Regions from separate parts of the Mus musculus genome. Here all the other regions are linked to region 3. Evidence: chromatin contacts called from public HiChIP or PLAC-seq and promoter capture Hi-C data. All regions are on one chromosome and are shown on one strand. The core of a region is the stretch at or near the end of the contact, and the rest is flanking DNA. Distances in the headings are between cores, read along the strand shown. Region 1 overlaps Samd4b (sterile alpha motif domain containing 4B). Region 2 holds the start of Lgals7 (lectin, galactose binding, soluble 7). Region 3 holds the start of Acp7 (acid phosphatase 7, tartrate resistant).

Evidence for each region. HiChIP or PLAC-seq counts read pairs in DNA pulled down with a chosen protein or histone mark. Capture Hi-C pulls out chosen DNA fragments and counts their contacts.
Region 1: an H3K4me3 HiChIP or PLAC-seq map of embryonic stem cells shows a contact between it and region 3, with 33 read pairs. The contact joins the enhancer-like site here to the promoter of Acp7 in region 3. A contact is called at or near these places in 18 of 39 promoter capture datasets (the 3T3-L1 cell line, 3T3-L1-derived adipocytes, the C10 cell line and 11 more), 5 of 115 datasets of contacts at active chromatin or transcription factors (the HPC-7 cell line, craniofacial prominence, embryonic basal ganglia and 1 more) and 4 of 9 other capture datasets (adipose tissue, embryonic stem cells, liver and 1 more).
Region 2: a promoter capture Hi-C map of pancreatic islet shows a contact between it and region 3. The contact joins the promoter of Lgals7 here to the promoter of Acp7 in region 3. A contact is called at or near these places in 1 of 39 promoter capture datasets (embryonic stem cells), 4 of 484 Hi-C or Micro-C datasets (embryonic stem cells, extraembryonic endoderm stem cells and gonadal supporting cells) and 3 of 9 other capture datasets (adipose tissue, liver and pancreatic islet).

The regions. Positions count from the first base shown.
Region 1 is chr7:28,415,330-28,420,461 of GRCm38.p6, forward strand. All of the region lies in intron 2 of Samd4b (sterile alpha motif domain containing 4B), which reads right to left. Among named protein-coding and RNA genes, the nearest start is that of Samd4b, 18 kb to the right of the region's middle. Within about 2 kb of position 3,187, at least 98 of the 459 cell types and tissues checked have an H3K27ac peak or open chromatin away from gene starts, as enhancers often do. A contact at or near this core is called in 3T3-L1-derived adipocytes, adipose tissue and embryonic stem cells, where this site is marked.
Region 2 is chr7:28,862,917-28,867,624 of GRCm38.p6, forward strand. It overlaps Lgals7 (lectin, galactose binding, soluble 7), which reads left to right and starts at 1,470. Exons shown (of 4, transcript NM_008496.4): 1 at 1,470-1,570; 2 at 1,915-2,003; 3 at 2,618-2,819; 4 at 3,164-3,368. The coding sequence starts at 1,565. The coding sequence ends at 3,277.
Region 3 is chr7:28,629,455-28,633,885 of GRCm38.p6, forward strand. Acp7 (acid phosphatase 7, tartrate resistant) reads right to left here and starts at 1,459. Exons shown (of 13, transcript NM_175319.5): 1 at 1,390-1,459; 2 at 5-256. The coding sequence starts at 125.

The DNA.
Region 1 (5,132 bases), core at 1,937-4,436, 210 kb before region 3:
AAAACTGGTTTCTCTGCCTCCAAGCGACCTCCTCTAATCTGTTCTGTCCATATAGGTGGCTTTATCTTTCCAAACCACACTTAAGTTTCTGACCAGAGGTTTACTATGGCAGCCTGCAACCAGACCCAAATTCAAGAACTCACAGTACATAGCAACTTCATTTCTATGCCACTCCTCCCAACACCCGCATCATCAGATACTGATTCAGCACGAATGGACCATCCCATCTTCCTTGGGCCTCAACTACACTGTATTCATTCAAGCTCCCACAGTGAGACTGATTCAAGGGTTCAGCTGTAATCACTTTTTTAAAATAAAGATTTATTTATTATATATAAGTACAATGTAGCTTAGCTGTCTTCAGACACACCAGAAGAGGGCATCAGATCTCATTACAGGTGGTTGTGAACCACCATGTGGTTGCTGGGATTTGAACTCAGGACCTATGGAAGAGTAGTCAGTGCTCTTAACCTCTGAGCCATCTCTCCAGCCCCTGTAATCACCTTTTTTTCCTAGCCAAATAATAAATATTAATTCTGTCTTTCTTTCCACTCCTAGAACTGTGGACTGAGCCTGAGGCCTAGAATGTGTTGTTCAAGAAACAGTCTACCACTGAGTTATATATACTCTAAGCCTTCTTTTTACTTTGTACTTTAAGATAGGGCTTCACTAAAAGTGGCCCAGGCTAGCCTTGAACTCATTCTGTAATCCAGAGAGGCAATGAAGTGGTGGTCCTCTTGCCTCAGTATACTAACTAGCTGCTCTTTCAAGCCTTAACCAACAGGCCAATTATGGTTGTTTATGTCCATGTGTGTCCATGTCTGTGTCTCATGGAGGTCACAACCTGTAAGAGTCAATATTCTCCTCACACTATATCGGTCCCAAAAATCCAACTTAAGATGTCAGGCTCACCTGCAAGGGCCTTTACCAAATGAATCATCTGCCAGTCCAGTTTGGTTATTTTAACATGACACACAAAATCAATATGAAATACTTGATAAATCTGAGTACCATCTCCTCTATATGGTTCCAATTTTAGCAGACGTGCTCTTACAAGAGCGGTAAGCTCCAAATTGGTTTTTTTTTTTTTTTTTTTCTTTTCTGAGACAGGGTCTCACTAGGTAGCTCAGTCTGGCCGCAGGCTCTGATTCCCTCTCCTCAGCTCCCTAAGTACCGTGCCCTCCTGCACTAAGCTCCAGCTCTGCTCCATCAAGGAAACTCAGAATCCTCCCTACAGTGTAGCTGTTAGGAACTAAGTGAGGCTCAGTTTAAGGTCAGTCCTCTGGAAATAGTTTTTTACTTTTTGTTATTAGTATTGTGGTCAGTGTATTTTTTTATGGTTTCTTCCTTTTCAGCAATATACAAAGATTCTAAAGGTACAGGCCAACCAGTCAGCCTAGGAAACAGAATGGGATTAGACCTCAAAAATCTAGATACAGCCAGGCAAGATGGTGCAAGCCTATCATCAAGTTCAAGGTCTGCAGGAGATACAGGGTAAGTTCAAGAGCAGCCTTAGCAAAAGCATATCTCAAAAGAAAAGAGAGGGAGGGAGGGAGAAGGATGAGAAGAGAGAGCATGCACTGGGGATCCAGCTCAGTGGTAAAGAGCACACATCTAATGTGTATGAGGCCTCACATTCAAAATAAGAGAAAAAAGAAAACGTCATGTGCCTGTAGCCACAACGCAGAATGGACACACAGATACTTGCAAATTACTCCTCTGTACCTTTTGTCTTAATTCTGTAGTCTGGAATTCACATTAGTTTCTAATTCTACTTAAATCTGTAGCTCTTGGAGTGAATCACACAACTCAGAACTCCTGGGGTCTGGCCTGCAAGTCTCTGCTCTCTGTTTTCTTGGAGAGCCCCTGTTAAAGTGACAGGAAATTCATCCATTCAAAGCCATCCACTCACTTTATGACCACAGCACCAGCCCAAGAGTAACAGAACTAGCAGTACTGCAAGCACTCCTCACAAGGACAACAATGATGGCTGACACTGAGTGCATGTATGTGCTGTCCACCCTTAGCTTAACCATTTTATTATTTCTACACACAAGTAAGACCTGGGAAGGTGAAGTGACAGGACTGCAAGTGACAAACATGAAATCTAAGTTGCATGTCCTGGAAGAAACTTTCTCCATTTTATTTTAGGTGTCTTTCTGCATGTGTGTTGGTGTTTCATGTGCATGCAATGCCTGTGGAGGCCAGAAGAGGGTGTCAGATCCCCAGGTACTGGAGTTAGACAATTGTGAGCCAACATGTGGGTGCTGGGAATGGGCCTGGGCCTCTGGAAAAGCAGTCAGTGGTTACTGAGTCATTCCTCCAGCCTTCACTGTAACTTTCCATCTTCCAGTGCCAATGCTTTCAGTCTTGACTCCTCTTACATTATACCTGCCACTTAAAGCCAGGAAAATGCCTCTCCCATCTATCTTTATCTGAACCAGCTCTCAGTGTCCACAAAGTTCTTTCTCCAACCATCACAATATTTAAAATTTAAAATAAAATTAAAATTCTGAAGTGGGACAAGTTCTTCCTTAAGTCAGGAAGCCTTTTCTAGCCTATCCTTCTACCTCCAACTGGCATGGAGTCACATAACACTTTGATATCTTTCTTTTTTGGACTTAGTTCCAACCTTTCATTCTTGATGAGAAATACAGCAAGTAATATTAAGGACAAAGTCAAAGGCCTTGTATTCCAGCTGTCTGTACAAGAAGCACAGGGTTGCTGAGATGTGGGCTGCTCAGATTTAGGTAAGGGTGTCTGTGAAGGATTAACGGTCTGCATGTAGTTAATGTGCAAGATGTGGCTCAGTGATGGGTCTTTTTCTCCTTGCTCCTGCATCCCTACCCAGACTTCTCAATTGCTGTTGTTTAGGCATTACAGTGTAGCCAGAGGCATCTAAGACACAGAGAAGCCTTGTCTAAACCTCCCCCACCCCCAGAGTACTGCCAGGACCCCAGGGCTATGGGATGCAGCTTCTCCTCTGGTACTGCCAGGGGACGCGACAGAACAGCCTCAAGGGTTGGGCTCAAAGGAGGACCTTGTTCTATTGCCCAGAAAGGAGAGAGTAATTCTGAACCGATGAAGGCTGACCCTGAGGAAATGTGTGCTCATGTGTCTGAGTGGTGGTGGTAGGAAGGGCGAGCCTCCCAGGACTGGGAAGCGTCAATGAGCACTGGAATGAGTCCAAGGAATGTGCATAGCCTCAGGCCTCTTGGGGTGAGCCCAGCTGGGGATGCAGATGACGGGTGGGGATGGAACTTCTAGTTTCCTGCCCAGATCAGAAAACTCTGGCCCAGAGTTAGGCACAGCAGGGGCCCAATGAATACCTGGACGATTGACCCAGACGGTCTGTTGGTAGGTAGTGGTGTCTACGTGTGTAATGTGCCCTCTCTGGGATTCCAAACATTCAGTTATCCTGCCTTAAGTTCTAGCAGAGTATATTCTGCAAGTTCAAAAGGAAAAACCTGCCTGGGTTTAATAAACAAACAAACAAATTAATTCTGCCTCTGTCTCCACGACTCAGTATACTGTAACCATGGACCAGTTCTTTAAATTCACTGAATCTTGGTCATTTCTTTATGCAACAATGGCTGTAAAGTTACAGGGTTGTAGACAACAAGGGTGCAAAGCACCTGGCATGAGCAAGTGCTCAGCACATGAACACAAACCTCCACTGTCCCTGGGTGGAAATCTTTCTTGAGGCTATTAACCCGTGGCTCACTTAGCACAGCACAACTGGGACTCCCCTTAAGAGTTCCCACAGGGTTGGGGACATTTTTGCAACTATTTACCAAAACCAGACACATGTCTGCTCTTAAGTTAGAGGCATATTTTGTAGTGATAAAATGCTGGAAGTGGGTGGACTGGGTTTGGGGAACCAAGCAATGCAAGAATGCCAGCAGTTGCTCCTGTCAGAGATGCAAATTTGGACTCTGAGGACACAGAGAAGGTAAAGTAGATTGTGTGAGTGCCCTCCTTAGCATGATGGCCATGGGATGGAACTGGACAGGTAACCCAAGCAAAGTAGGTCATGACCCTTGGTCCTGGCAAATCATAGGGAGCCAAATGTATCTTTGAGACATAGAGGAAGCCCATTTTTATATGTTTAGTGTTGTAACAATCATGTTGGCCTCTCTGGCACTAATCAGAGGGGCTGGGGCTTGGCTTCAGACATACTCTTCTCTGCCTCACCCAGCTCACACAGACACGCGTTCACATTTTTGTTTGATGAACTATGTCAGTAGAGCCTGAAAGGGAAGGGTGGGGGTATCAGAGGATGAGTTCTGGTGACTCACTCACCATGGCCCCTTCTGACCCCTGTTTTCCCACCCAAATTCAGGGAGCCAGAGAGGGAGAGGCTTAAATCTGCTAGATATGGAGACTGACTCAGAGGACTAGATGTAAGAAGAAATGCAAGAACTGCAGACCAGGAAGAGGATGAGGAAGAAGAGATCTTAGCTGCCCAGACCCAATCTCCAGCTACCAGCCCATGGGAACACCCTTATGATTCAAGACACATTCAGCAGCCCAAGACTGCTGTTGGAGCTCCAAACAGCAGAGAACTAGGATAAGTAGGGCTGATGACAACTGGGAACTCTAGGCCTCTCTGTCCTGGTTGGTTATTTTTGTCAACCTACCACAATTTAGAATTTTCCTAAGAAGAGGAACTTCAATTGAGGCTTCCAGAAGATTGGCCTATAGGCAACCCTGTGAGACATTTTTCTTGATTAATTATCTGTGGGTGGGCCCAGACCACTATGGGCAGGTGATCCTGAGTGGTATTAAGAAAGCAGGTAGAGCAAGCTATGAAGAACCAGTAAGCAGTGTTCCTCTGTGATATGTGCTTCAGTTCCTACCTCCAGGTGCCTGTATGGAGTTCCTGCTTTGATGTCCCTTCAGAATGGACTGTAAGCTTTAGATGAATAAGCTCTTCCTTCCCCAAGTTGCTTTGATCAATGTGCCTACCACTCTAAGACAGGAGATGGACCTGAAGGACATGAGTCACAGTGCTTGGTCTTTATAAGAATCTGGACCCCTCTCTGGGCCCATCCCTTCAGGATTCTCACTTATTATTGGGTCTGGGGTGGGGGTGGGGGTGTGAAGATTCGGAATCTGTATTTTAAGTTGTT
Region 2 (4,708 bases), core at 220-2,719, 230 kb after region 3:
AGACCGTGTTTTCCAGCCCGCGTTGGCTTCAAATGACCTCGTGCTGACTCTCTCGCCTTCACCTCCCACGCGCTGGTTTCCAGGTGGAGCAATCAGGTCCATCTCCAGCCTGTCTTCTCCAGGGCTCCTCCCCCAGCATCGCAGCGCCCACGTTTCTCTGGCATCTTCTGTGCCCTCTCTGGGCCACCTCACGGGATTCCTTGATGTGTATTCTAGGGTTGTGTGTGTTGCGGGCGTGGGGGGGGGGTCTGAATATGGGAAACTGGGACAGAGAAGCAGGAGAGGTAGCAAGTTCCTAATCTCCAAGGCAACTTTCCACTCCCAGCATGCATCTGGCCTCCGGCTCTGCCACCTGCTGGGTGGGGCAGGAGTAGGGTGGTGGGGATAGGGATGGGAAAGATCTTTCAGGAAGGCTGCTGGGCTGTTAGGAGTGGTAACTGCTCAGCGCTCCCACCCTCCCTTTGCCTGCCTTCCAGAAATTTCTCTTTCATTCTTTATGAGTCACCCCTACACACACCCACACACACATACACACACACACACACACACACACACACTTTCTCTATTTCTCTAGAGTGCTGGTCTAGGGAGACTAAAACTCAGGCTATTGGAAGTTTCCCCAATGTGTTTCATTTGATCTGGGTGGTGACTGGCAGCCCGGGACACCCACCAACCCATATTCCATCACACTCTCATTGGATGGGAAGGTGGGCTCAGTTCCAAGGAGGAGCTGATAGAGACCTGAAGAAGAAAAGTAGGAACCACTGAGAAGAGAGAGGGAGAGAGAGAGAGAGAGAGAGAGAGAGCGAGAGAGCAGAGCGCTGATCTTGATCTTTGGGCAAATTGTTCCCATGAGCACTGTTTCCTGTACGTCAGTACAGTGGCTCGATATACTCCACATATCCTGGTAAGGTTCAGACACACATCTGGACACCCAGAGGTCTCAGCAGCCTGGCCACTGTTAGTGAAACTTCATTATTTGACCCTCCGTTACTGGCCACTCCATTACTGACCACTTCAAACGTGCCAACACACTCTTGGTAACCTGGGGGGTAGGGTGGGGGCACAGCATAGGATAAAAAGGAATAGCGGGTTTCCTGGGGACCCCATTGAGTTATTATGCCTGTCTTTGACGGCAGAAGCAGAGGTGGCCAGGACAAAGCAGAGCAGCCTGCGCTCCAGGGAAGAGGCTCCTTTCAGAAAGGGTGGAGGCTGATGCTTGCGCAGCCTTTCTGGATCCACTAGATCTCCAGGGGAGTCCAGTGTCTGACAGGGCGGTAGGGGTATGAAAGGGGAGGTGAGAAGAGCACAGGGCAAACCTCCCCAGTCTTGGTATTAAAGGTTGTCCCTATCTCTAAGCCTAGGAAAAGGGGAGAGGGAGCTGGTGTGTGGGGGCAGGGCAGGAGGAGACTCGCCCGGCCTTGACAGCTTTGCCTTAGGGCAGGGGTCTGTGCCAGCTGTGGGCGTTGGATGGAAAGGGAGGAGCTGAACCACTACCTTGCCTTTACTTAAGGTCCCCTCCCACAGCGACTGGCCACATTGTTGCTGTATTGCTGTGCCCGCCATGTCTGTAAGTATACTGGGGCCCAAGCTGGGGAAACGGGGCTTTGGGACAAGGCCAAGTCTGGAAGCTGGGACTAGCTTAAACCTCCCCTTCAAAGCAAAAAACGGGTATCAGGAGAGCTGGCTGCTATCTCTTGGGTTTCACCAGCACGTCCTGATAGGTTGTCTCCCAGCTGGCTTTGCTTTCTTCTAACTGCATTGTCTCTGTCAGGTCTGTGTGCCTGTCTCTGCCTCTCCGTTAATCTGCATCCCTCTTGGTTTCTGCCTGGTCCCTGGAGTTCCTAGCTGGGGCTGACCAGTCTGTTTCTTTGTCTCCCTGGTTCTCATTCTTGCCCCACCCAATTCTTACAGGCTACCCAGCACAAGACCTCCCTGCCTCAGGGCGTCCGCGTGGGCACTGTCATGAGAATTCGAGGCATGGTCCCTGACCAGGCTGGCAGGTGATATCCCAGGTTCCAGGGGAAAGGGTGGGTGGGGCATCTCCTGGCTCAGTTGAACCCTGGTTCTTAGAGCCCACATATGGTGTCCCTGGAACCTTGTTTGCCATGTGGAGTCTTGGAGTCCCTATTGCTAGCTTAATTTGGATATTTTCACTGATGTTCCCCAAGACTTGTGGGTGGGTGTGCCCAAGTCTCCCTAAAAATGTAGGCTTCTAGAACAATAATAAGAATCCCTGGTTAGTCCTACGATCTCCATGTCCAGTTTTCCAGGACAATGAAAATCTCTCTTGGATCTTGAAGCTACCCTGGATGCCCAGGGTACCCGGTCATCAAGTCCATGACCTACTAAAATTGAGACCTTGGGCTTTGTGGGAATATTGATAACCTGGAATAGTGGGGTCCCTTGCTATTAACTCTGCTTATCTGGAGTGCGATTCCCTGAACCCCACTCAGGCACAGCAGGCCATCCCACAACCTAGGACAGCTCCAGGCTCTGGAAATGAGGGGGATCCTGGCTACAAACACAGGGACTCCCTATGGGTGTGGGTGTGCCGGTGGAACCACATAACTTGCACATGGTGGTTGCTGATCTTTGAGGCTTACTGTCCCCGAAGGTTCCATGTAAACCTGCTATGCGGTGAGGAGCAAGGAGCAGATGCCGCCTTGCACTTTAACCCGAGGCTGGACACTTCCGAGGTTGTCTTCAACACCAAAGAACAAGGCAAATGGGGCCGTGAGGAGCGAGGCACCGGCATCCCCTTCGAGCGTGGGCAGCCCTTTGAAGTGCTCCTCATCGCCACAGAGGAAGGCTTCAAGGTGGGTCTTTGAAGGAGAACACTCCAGACCCAGGTCTAGAGCCAAATGCTGGGGACTGAGCTGTCGAGGATGGCGGGAAAGCCCTTGGGGTACTGGAACCCCAGGCCCAGACCTGACACGGGCCTCCAGAGACCCTCTCCAGGTCTGCTTCTAAGAGCGACAAAACAGAGATCAAGAGCCAAGTGCTCAGGGACTGGGTGTCCTAGCAGTACATTGTGTCCCATTACAATGGACAACAGACCCATTTTCCTTCTGGGGAGAGGGAGGCTTGGGTGTAGTTAGCCTCTTCCGGGGCCACAGACCGGGACCCGCATCCAGTCTTAACTTGGTCTCTCACCCTGCAGGCTGTGGTCGGGGATGACGAATATCTCCACTTCCACCACCGGATGCCGCCCGCGCGCGTGCGCTTGGTGGAGGTGGGCGGAGACGTGCAGCTGCATTCAGTGAAGATCTTCTAAGCAAGGACCCAAGGGCGTGGCGGGTAGGGGTGGGGGTGTAGGATCGCAGAGGAGGGTTTTGGATGGCGAATAAAGTGTAGCTGTAGTTCTGACTGTGCCTGTGTCCTTTATGTGTGACTGAAGAAATTGAGACTCAGAGAAAAACATAGTAACCCAGGGGCAAAGTGAGCCTGTGTCTGAGACGCTGTTCAGGACTTGCTGCGCAGGGGCCCAGTAGGGTTTCCTTTGGGGAGCGATCAGGTATGGGGTGGGAGTGGGGGTAAAAAGTCAGGCTGTGTAACCCAGGTCGGTTAAATTGTGGCCACTCCCTTGTCTCAGCCTCCCAAGTACTGGCAGAAATTACAGGGAGTACGATCACACCAGTTACTTTATAAGTGTGTGTGTGAGAGGCAGGCGGATTTCTGAGTTCGAGGCCAGCCTGGTCTACAAAGTGAGTTCCAGGACAGCCAGGGCTATACGGGGAAACCCTGTCTCGAAAAAAAAAACAATCCCCCCCCCCAAAAAAATGTGTGTGTGTGTGCGCGCGCACGTCTCTCTCTGTCTGTCAGTCTGTCTGTCTGTCCGTCTCTGGTAGGTGTACATAAATGAAAAGGGTGGTGTTACAAGGAGTTGTGAGGTGTCCGACGTGGGTACTGAGAACTGAACTCAGGTCTAACGCAAAAAGCATCAAGTGCCTTTTGCACAGCAAGCCGTTGTGTTCCGGCGGCTTGCTAACATTTGGGGGTACTGTTATACTACACTATGTCATCTTTATAAAGGCCACCAAAATACCTCCTTTTGAAAAAGGGGAAATGCTGGGCCTGGTGGCTCACGCCCGTTAGTTACCTCAGCACTTGGTAGGCTGAAGCAGAACAATTGCCCGGAGTTCCAGGCCAGCCTGGGATACAGAATTGTCTCAATAAGTAGTTAGATAAATTAGTTAATTAAATGACAAGGGGGGGTTCCATTTTATCTCTCTCATCTGGACATCCCAAACTTACGACTTCCTGGGCTTCCTGGAGGTGCCAGGGCAGGCAGGGATGGGCATCTCCCACAGGATGGAGCCTCTCCCAGCCTGGAAACAGGTCGCCACTCGCACACCCCCAGGGCAGACGCAATGTCTCCAGCAGATGTTACTCTGAGCTGGGCGGGGCGTAGCGAGCAGGTCCCCATCGCAGTCATGCACCCCTTGGACACAGGTCGTGCGGTCCTGAATTGACGATCCCGACCAACTTCCCTGGCCCTGCCATAAATAAGCGATTTCCGTGGCCGGGCACAGCCACGGTTTATTTTCAGGCTCCGACAGGGAAGCACCAGATGCGGGGCCCCGGAGCCAACACCGCTCTCGCTGGAGACCAGGAAGCCCTCCCTGTGGCCTCCACTTTAGGCAGCAGGTTGGAGCTCCACGTTGGCCTTCTTTCTAGAACTTTCTTCCAGAGACACGCCCAAGAG
Region 3 (4,431 bases), core at 209-2,708:
TTACCCAGGTAGGACAGATGGATTTGCTCTGGTGTAACATGAGGATACTCTTGGGCTCCCTGGACTCCCGGGGAGAAAGGCAGGAGCATGCAGAAGAAGAGCCAGCCTCCAAGAAAGGGGCTCATGGTAGGAAGAAAGGGGATGGTGGGAAGCCGAGTGGAATGCAGGGATGTGATCAAATTCCGCTGGTGGGTCCCACAGAGGATGGAGAATGGACCGATGCCAGGCAGAGCCGTGTGTCCGTCTGTCAGGATGTCTGTGGGGGAGGAAGACTGAATGACTGAAACGTCTCTGAGGGGAGTGGTGAAGGAGATGCTGGTGAGAGAATAATTAATGAGGTTTCTGAGCCTCGCTGCTCAGCACTTTGCATAGATTAATGGCAGGAGGCCTCACAGCATTCCTATGAGGTGGTGGCGACAGACATCACCAACCCAGTCACATATAGGAAACTGAGCAACCGAGTGACTCAGTGGCAAGGCTAGGATGAGATGCAGCTGAGTTTGAACCCTTCCGGCCCAGGCTCCTGATCCTGGGAGGGGGCTAGGAGGCTGGGGGGCGGGGATGCCTTTGACAACGCCATCCCCAACATCTCTGTCTTCTCTTAGCGACCTATTCTCCAGATTCTTAGCATCCCACTGTACCCTCAGCCTCTCTAATTCATCCTCAGATTTCCACTTATTCCTCCGGACCCGATAACTCCAACTCTACTCCCAGATTTCTCATTAGCTCCACCTGCCTGGAGCGGCTTCTTCTCATTCCCCTCCCCAACATCCCATCTTGCCTTCAGATCTCTCTCCTCCCCGGGCTCCATCCTCATCCCAGCTGCCTCTCCAGCCCTGAACCTGCATTGCCTGAACCCCGGTTTCTCCTCAGCTCCCAGGCCAGCTGAGGTTCTGAAGTTCGGTCCACCTGCCCTCGGGACCTGGACAGGTGCCTCGGGTCTGAAAGAACCGTCCACCGAAGGTCGAGAGCTGGGACGTGGGGTGGGGGGCGCAATCGGGAAGGGGACGCCGGCTCACCCTCAGGGGCGCGCCAGCCGCCCTCACGGTCCTCTCGGCCACCGATGCGCTGCAGTATTTATGAGCTTGCAGGGACACAGGCTCCCGCCGCCCACAGGTGTCCCAGCCCCGGAAGAGCCGGCTGCTTCAGGTGACGGGCTCCCCAGACAGCCCGAGCCCCGTGTCCCACAGGTCCGGCCGGTCCCTGGCGCCCCACGCCCACCCTCACGCCCCCCTCAGGGTGGGGCGCAGAAAGAGGGGACCCAGAAAAGCATGGGACGCCGCCACCTCCGAGCCAGACAGCAGGTTAGCGCCGGGACAGGTAAGGCTGCCCTGTCCCCAGGCGTCCCACCGCCCCAGCTGCGGAGACCCCCTGGTGACAGAAACCCACCCTCAGTCCCAAGGGAGGCCGCGATCCTGGGATTCCCATCCATCTCCGTTGAGCCCTCAGCATCTTCCTCTCAGCTCCTTCCTGCTTCCCAGAGCCGGGACTCTCCCTCAGACCCCCGCAGGGTATCCTGGAAAACACAAACTCCAAAGGCCCTGGTGACAATGGTGTTTGTGAGCCCGGTGCCCTAGGCGCAGTTGCTCAATCTCGCTACAGCCTGTTTTCTCACCTGTAAAAAAGGAGGAGATGGCTGGCACATACCCCGGTGTGCTACCCTAAGAACCGAGTTCAAGTCCAGAGCCGCCCCCACCCCCCCCACACCCCTGTCAAGGTGGGAACAAGTGGAATTTGAGCTGTCTAGATGCTGAAGAGGCCTTCAGCAAAGTGCGCTTAGGGTTTCCCAGATCCACAGCAGACACGTTCTTGGGGGAAGAGAGGTTTTCTGTCTTACACGCATTTTCTGTGCGATGACTCTGCAGTTTAGCTTTGTAAGCAGTTCTAGGTCTTTGGAGGTGGAGCTTGTGGAGTCTGACTTCGGGGCGGGAGTCCCCGGTCTTTAGGATTTTTGAACTCCCTACCCCTTTTCATTACAGCTTAAAATGTAATAATAATAATAATAATAATAATAATAATAATAATAATAATAATTGATAAATCACTCGGATCTGGGGCTAGTGTTGCACGCCCTTTATCTCCTGCACACCGGAGGCAGAGGGTCCTTATGAGTTCAAAGCCAGCTAGCCTGTTCTGCGATGAGTTCCAGGGCTACACAGTAACGAGTGTGAGCCTGTCTCAAAGATAAAATAATCACTTGGTCGTAGTGGTACACCCCTTAATCCCAATCTGTAGGAGGCTGGACCAGGAGGCCAGGAACCTGAGGCCAGCTAGGCTCCCTAACAAGACCCTATCTTAAAGCAGAACGCCACAAACAACTCTCTTTATCAATTTCAGCTCTGGCTCACCGCTACTCTAGCAGCCACAATCAAAACCTCTTCTTGTTATTTTTCTTGGTGGCCTTCCAGAATGGAAGCATCTTAGCCGGGTTTTATGCAAAGGATGCCTACTGCAAACCTAACGTGACTCCTGGCTGCTCCTGTTTTTATGCCACCAAGTTATGGACAGCCAAATATTTTTAAAGCAAGTGTGTCATACGGAAACACATGTGCTTTCTCATTTGTTTATTTGAAAACAGGATTTTATGTAATCCGGACTAGACTGGAACTCACTTACTCCATAGCTGAGGCTAGCCTGGAACTCCTGATCTTGTTTTGTTTTGTTTTGTTTTGTTTTGTTTTGTTTTGTTTTGTTTTGTTTTGTTTTGTTTTGTTTTTCAAGACAGGGTTTCTCTATATAGCCCTGGCTGTCCTGGAACTCACTCTATAGACCAGGCTGGCCTCGAACTCAGAAATTCGCCTGTCTCTGCCTCCCAAGTGCTGGGATTAAAGGCATGAGCCACCACTGCCCAGCACTCCTGATCTTCTAGACTCAGCCTATCAAATGCAAGGATTACAGGCGCGTGCCACAGTGCCTGACTTGTTGGTTTGTTTGTTTTAAATTCTTTATTAGATCTATTTATTTGTATATCTGTGAATTTGTTTGTATTTTGGTGGGTCCGAGTAGAGGGGGGGGGCGTTAAATTGAGAGGTCTTGAAATGTAGTCCAGGCTGGACTGGAATTTACTATGTATCCCAGGCTAGCCTCCAGCCTTTTCTGCAGTCCGTCTATTCCTGTGTGCTGGGACTGCAGTCACCAGCACAGCAGGCCATGCTGACTCCTTAGTTCATTAAACGTCAAGTCTAGCATCAGATCCAAAAGAACAGTTAACCTGGAAGCTTTGCTTTCCACTTTGTGGGGGGTTTTTCCCCCTCAGAGGAAAGCCTTATTAGGAAAGTTCTGGCACCTCAGCAGCACAGGCAGCTGGGAGAAGCAGACCTTTCAGTTCTAAGTGGCAGCTTCATTAGGAGAGATGACTGACAGGTAGCAGGGTCCTGGCAGGGATTGGCTTCTCCTGGTCTAGAGCTGTTGGTAAATGCTTTGGGTCCCCGGCAGGACTGTAGTGGGATTTGGAAGCATGCTGTGGGGTTCCTGGGACCAGGCCCTGGTCAGGCAATCACTTCCTGCTGCCCTCCTTGGGGTAGAAGGATGTGCTGAATTCTGTGCTGTGTCTGTCCTCCTGAGCTCCACTAAGCCCTGCTCTGCAGGTCGAGGCACTTGCTGCCAAGCCGAGTTCCATCCCCAAGGCCCCCAAGGTGGAAGGAGAAAACGGACTCCTCTGGCCTCCATGGGCATACACTGTGGCACTCACACACCCACAGTCACACGCAGCCCCACCAAATAAATAAACAAACAAACATGGCTTAAAAATTTAAAAGAAACCACATATGTGGAGATGGGTCTGGTGATATAATCCCAACATTTGGAAGTCTGAGGCAGGAGGACTGCTGCTATTAATAGCTCAAGGTCAGGTTTGGCAACCTAGTAAGGTCTAGGTCACTCTAGGCTAGAGTCTCAAAGGACAAAAGTAAAGGAAGGAAGGAAGGAAGGAAGGAAGGAAGGACGGACGGAAGGAAGCTGGGTGTGGTGGTACACCCTTGTAACCCCAGCACCTGGGAAGTGGAAAGAGGAAGATTAGTTCAAAATAATCTCAGCTATATATACTGAGTTTGAGAAGAGACTGGACTCTATGAGATCCTGGAAAAAAAAGAAAGAAAGAAAGAAAGAAAGAAAGAAAGAAAGAAAGAAAGAAAAAAAGAAAGAAAGAAAGAAAGAGGGAAGGAGAGAGGAGGAGGCTGCTGTGCTGGGTGAGGTCTCAGAGCCTGTGGAGCTGAAATCTTTAGGTTGAGCACAGAGCATCTACTGTGGGCCCAGCTGTCCTGTGTTGAAATCTAGCTAGTGCATCAACCATTGGCAAATCATTTGGCCTCACTGTGCCTCAGTTTCCCCATCTGTTAAAGGGGGTGACAATAGTAAGTACCTGGGGTTGTCGCGGAGGATCAAATTAGATCAGATAGGAACCACTTAGAACCATGCCTGGCGCAGAGCATG